Regions from separate parts of the Anser cygnoides genome. Here region 2 is linked to region 1. A link is a contact called in public Hi-C data. All regions are on one chromosome and are shown on one strand. Each heading gives the region's core, a stretch centred on a gene start, on an enhancer-like site or on the middle of the called end of the contact. The rest is flanking DNA. Distances are from core to core; before and after follow the strand shown.

Region 1 (2,696 bases), core at 50-2,549:
AGTTATTACTTGCCAAACCAGCACATGTTCACAGAGAGAGTGCGGTCAAGTGGTCAGGAGCAGAGCTGATGTTAATTAGCAATGAAATGAGGAATGAACCAGCATTAGCCCTGAGACTAATCAATGGGAAAATCACTCCAAGCAGGCAGCTTAATGAAGTACTATACAGCTGTTTATTTTTAGTCTGTTTTAGCCTGACAACAAAATCCTTATTAATTAAACAACAAAATATATTTCTAAAATGTATTTCCTTTTAGAGCCTTGCTATAGCTCTGACTTTTTATTATTATTATTGCATTTGTCTACACCTTCCCTTAGCAATTATAGGCCTGATTGGAAAAATTAAGGCAGGTCAAGAAAGCTTGTACCTATCACTGGCACATGTTTGTCATTCACTGCAATCTCCCACCCTGCAGACGGCCCATCCAGGGCCCTTAGCACTGCTTAACCTGAAGTCTGGGTATGACTTGATGCCTTGGGTAAGGCATCCCAGCCCAAGTGTGCTCCTGCCTCTGCCGCACGGGGACCTGCTCCCAACAAGAAGGATGAGCCCTGTGATGAGACAGCTGGGTGTGATTTGGGGGAGGCACCTCGGTCCTCTCGCTGCCACAGGGCTTCTCCAGAGACCTGGGTGAGAAGCACCAGAGCAGGGTGCCAGAGTCTGAAAACCCAGGCTTTGCTCTTGGTAGGATGTGCAAACCAGACGCAGTGAAAGACCGCAAGTTAATCAGATGCCACCTGCCAAATCATTTCCTAACCAGGACATCTGAGGACAATGAGCCAGCGGCCAGCCTGTCACCTTCTCTTTTGAGCATCCACATACTGCACAGGACACTTTGAGGTGAGCCCACAAGCCTCCTACCACCTCTCTCCATGCCCTGTTCTCAACCCCCATGGCACAAACACCATTCGTCCTGCCGTATTGCCATGCAAACCACGGCATGGCTCTCTCACCAGAATGAGAGCTCAGGGCTGGATGGCCTCCCTGACCAGAGATCCCAGAGCCAGGACATGTTCCTGTGCCTTGTGGGGTACCCCCTGCATCTCCCCTCATCTCAGCTCACTGCCAGGCCCGTCCTCTGCACAAACCCCAGCATTTTCTGACAGAGACAGGCATAACACAATCGTCCTCCTGAGTCTGAATGTTGTAGCAGCTTTCTACCTGCACCACAACAGGCTGGGGAAAAAGCTTAGGACCCTTGCCCCCACAACACCACACCACCATGATATAATCTTAACTAGGGGAAAAAATCACAAGTTTGGTTTAAAATATTGCAACACTGAAAATCAATTAATTTGAGGCTTCGATAACTTCTTTTTGAAAACTAAGTTCTTTTCTATGCTTTCCAGCAGAATAAGCAGACATAAAATGGCATTTACTTGACAGTAAAATTAGTTAGGATTTTGACTTGACATTAAAAGCAGGTGCTTGAACAGCAGCAGTAGAAGATTTGGAGATGCAGGCAGTACCCTCAGAAGAAACGTGAGACAACTCTTCCCTTTGAAAGGAGCAGGTGAAAGGTCAACCAAAACCTGCTTTTATAGGAAGGTTTATTTAAAAGCCAAAATCAACAATAAAAAAACCACCTCAGTGTATTAACAATTCACTGTTTGGTCAAAGTCCTTTCAGAGACTAACAGAAGCTTAATTCAGGGAGAGGAGTTTCTTCATCGTTCCAGTATAATCAATAAGCCACCTCTGAAACCGTGTTGAAAGACAAAAGGGAAAAGACCATCCCATGCAGGTACGTTCCAAGCTAAATGTGTATATATACACAACTTCAGGGATTTTCTCGTCCATTTTTAGTGCTTCTAAGTTGTACAAAGCAACACAGTGTGATCCTTTAAGCGAGCACTACGACCCTGTACCCAGAAAGAGCAGCACAAGCCAGGAGAATGGCTCTCACCCAGGAAAAGAACTCTTCAAACCGTTATCAGCCCCTCTATGACAGAGAGGATTTCTAAGTCAAATTCACCTCCTCAAGATGGAGACATTACAGTAAATGTAATCATTAGATTTCAAATGACAAGCCTTAATTAAAGTGTACCGCGTTTGCAAAATGAGAACCAAAACTGAAGACACTCAAATACAGTAAATATCTTTTGCACTGAGCAGAGAAAGACAGACACTGGCTTCCATTTAATACCCACAATGCAAGAAAGACTCAAATATGAATGTTGGAGATATATTTCAATAACGTTGTTAGAAGACATTCAACCCAGCATGATAAGGGGATCACACATACTGTAACAGATTCAGACACAGACACGTCTGCTTTCTTAAAAATGAATTAAGTTTCTTGTAGACTCTGTTGTATATATAGAAAGCAAGTTTTACCAGTTTTTCTTCTTCAGTCATTAACTCTGCAATCCACCGAAATAAATATTGTTAATGCTTTTCACTTCAATAAGTCCATTCATGCAAAGATCACAACATTTCACAAGCTTCAGTTAAACAGACTGCCTTGTGGGAGAGAGAAGGGATATAAAGTAATTTACCAGCTACCATGAGGCAGAGGTAGATCATATCTGTTTAATAGTACACAGTTTCATTCTAAAAAAACACTCATGAAAACTTTAGTCTTCTTACAGAGGGATGAGCTGATTAAAAATATCCACTACTCTTACAGTTGATTACAATTTACAATCATTTGCAAGGAAAGTGAAGGGGAGTATGAAAAAAGGCACCTGCTTGCA
Region 2 (2,696 bases), core at 100-2,599, 130 kb after region 1:
AGCCCCGGGGGGGGGGGCTCCGGGGACCCGCACCCAGCGCCGCGCCGGCTGCCTCTGAACTTTGTTCCCAGGCACGGCAGGGAGAGGAGCGAATACCGATACTCACCCTGCTCTTTGGATTTCCAGGTGCAACTCCGGCTCTCCCTCTTCTTTGTGTATAAACGAGCAAAGGTTACAGCCCGGGCACACGCCGTGATGCTGCCCCGGGTAACCCCGGCCCTGTGAATTTAACGCTGCGCTAACCCGCTCCGAGCTGGGGGCCGGCTCAGCACCGCGCCTCTCCGCGCTGCCAGCGGCTCGCTCCGCACCCCGAGCCCCGCACCCGGCTTCCGAGGGGTCTCCGAGCCCGGTACAGGCCGTGTCCCCCCCCTCTCGCCCCCCTTCGAGCCCGCTGTGCGGTTTCTAAAAGGCGCACGCTGCTGTGGGGCTCGCCTGCGCCCGCTGTGCCACGCGTGGGGAAAGGGCAGGGAAGGAAGGAGCGGGGCTACGGCGAGCCCACGGGAGCCGAGAGCCCACGCGTGGGGAAAGGAGCGGGGCCACGGCGAGCCCAGCCCGCTGCTCGCTGCCGCCTGCCCCTGCCCGTGGGGCGCGGGGGCTCTCCACTGCCCGCACGCCAGGCGCCGAGCCCCCGTCCCCGCGTCCTTCTCGCTCGCTTTTCCTTTTTTTCTTTTTTTTTTCTTTCTCTCTCTTTTTTTTTTTTTTTTTTCTGTTTTTCCCCCCTTTTAATTCCCCCAAGTGGGTCCTGCTGAATACAGCTCGTTAGCCGCGCTGCTACCGGGGTAATTGTCTGGGGGGCTGAGTGCTCCCGGAAAAGAAAAGCGGAGGAAGAGGGAGGGATGTAACCTCCGTTATCTTTCTGGTACTAATTCCCAGCCGGCTCGGGCTCAGGGGACAAGGCGATCGCTTAACAAACCCTCCTCCTTCTCTCCCTCCACCACTCCTTCCTTCCTTCCTCTGCTCCGGCACATTTTCTCCCCCGCGCTCGCCCCCACGCTTCATTCCTCCTCGTGGGGAGGAATAAGCCGTGCGAGCTCAAACTAAAAGGAAAAGAAAAAAAAAAAAAAAAGGAAAAAAAAAAAAAGGCGGGTGGGAGAGAGACTGGACGGGAATAAAAAAATAAGAAAGGGGAGGGAGGAAGAAAAGGACAGAAAGTGTCTGTGCCTGATCGCTGACCATCTGTGCAAAAGGTGATCGTTGTTAGGTACTCACATGGCTGGTGGCAGAGCGGCTCTTAGCAATTAATAAGTCTCTCAGCTTGAGATCTTCTTTCCCCTTTTTGATTGTAGCGCTCTCTGTGTGTCTCTCTCTCACTGGCGCACACACCAAACCGCTCGGATGCTTCACGACCGGCCACTTTGCGAGGGGAACAACACGGGAGGGTTTGTATTACTCCAGGTTCGTGTGTGTAGCCTATAAATAGCGAACTTTTTGATGGAATCAGCTAACAAATGAGAGGAGAAGGCGTAATTTTGCGCAGGGAGCCCCCCTTTCTCTTTGCAAGATTAAAACCCCCCAGGCAGCAGACAGAGCTAAAGTTGTGGGTGTGTAGGAAGGAATTTGACTTCACCGTGATTGTGCGCGAGGTTCTGGTTTGTTTGTTTATTTTGGGGGCTTGCTTTGGTTTTTCCCCCTACAACCCATATGTTACACGCTCCCTCCCTGCCTTCCCAACAGGGGCAGGAGCTGACCCGGATTAGCACCGACTTTAACTCCAGGTTGGAAACACGGTGCGTTTGCGGCTTTTTTTTTTTTTTTTTTTTTTTTTTTTTAGGGTGGTGGAGGTGAAGAGGGGCTCCCCGCTAGGTCGGGTGGAAAGGAGGGAGGCGGCAGGCAGCATTTCCTGAACGCGCCTTCACTTTAAAAGCAAGGGCGGGGGGGGGGAATAGGAAAGAGGCAGATTGGGATTATTGGGGTGGGGGGAGGATTTGGGAGGGAGGAAAGGAGAGGGGCGAAGCGTTAGCCTGGAGCTTTGGGTCAGCCACGGAGCGAGGCAGCCACTCACGAGAAAGCCCCGAAAACACTCCTCCTGGGGGTTACCCCCGCGGCCGCCCCACGCCACGCCACGCGTGGGCGCCTGGCCGGGACAGAGCCAGATTTGGGGTGGGGTTTTTTTTTGGAGGGGGTGCAGCCCCGCGGGCTCCGAGGGCAGCCTCTGCCCTGGCCCTTCAGGGACGGGCCCCGGCCCCCTCGCTGCGGCACGGCTCCCACCCGCGCCTTCCCACGCGGGACGCCCCACGGGTAGGTGGGATGGGCTGGGGGGACTGGGGGGCGCGCAGCCCGGCCCGCGGGGGGGGCGCGCAGCAGGCGGCGGGGGCGCGCAGCAGGCGGCGGGGGGCACCCGCGCGGCGTGGGGCAGGCGGCCGGGGACACGCGTGGGGGCGCGCTCCCACCCCCCGGAGCCCCTCGCCTCGCCTCGCCGAGGCTGTCCCCGCGCGGTTCCAATCTCACGGCTCATAAACCGGGAGCCGGGGGGCTCATCATTCACCTGCCGCAGCCTACCGGGCAGGGGAAAAAAAGGGGAAAAAAAAAATAAAAATAAATAAATAAATAAAAAACATCACGCTGCGAGAAACAGCCAGAAGCGGGCAGGCGGAGAGCGGCGCACCCGGGGCCGCCCCGCCGCGCGTGGGCTCCGCACCATCCCGCATCGCTCCGCACCACCCCGCACCGCCCCGCGGCCGCTGCCTGGCGAGGCC

The links. A called contact is a pair of places that touch in the nucleus more often than the background predicts.
Region 2: a Hi-C map of liver shows a contact between it and region 1, with 2.2 times the contacts expected there. The contact joins the promoter of ESRRG here to the enhancer-like site in region 1. A contact is called at or near these places in 2 of 7 Hi-C or Micro-C datasets (both in liver).

Annotation. Positions count from the first base shown.
Region 1 is chr3:21,617,857-21,620,552 of Taihu_goose_T2T_genome, forward strand. All of the region lies in intron 2 of ESRRG (estrogen related receptor gamma), which reads right to left. Among named protein-coding and RNA genes, the nearest start is that of ESRRG, 130 kb to the right of the region's middle. Within about 2 kb of position 1,300, at least 1 of the 3 cell types and tissues checked has open chromatin away from gene starts, as enhancers often do. A contact at or near this core is called in liver, where this site is marked.
Region 2 is chr3:21,748,810-21,751,505 of Taihu_goose_T2T_genome, forward strand. ESRRG (estrogen related receptor gamma) reads right to left here and starts at 1,350. Exons shown (of 8, transcript XM_066995513.1): 1 at 1,210-1,350. LOC106031642 (a long non-coding RNA gene) reads left to right here and starts at 1,260. Exons shown (of 6, transcript XR_010830894.1): 1 at 1,260-1,395.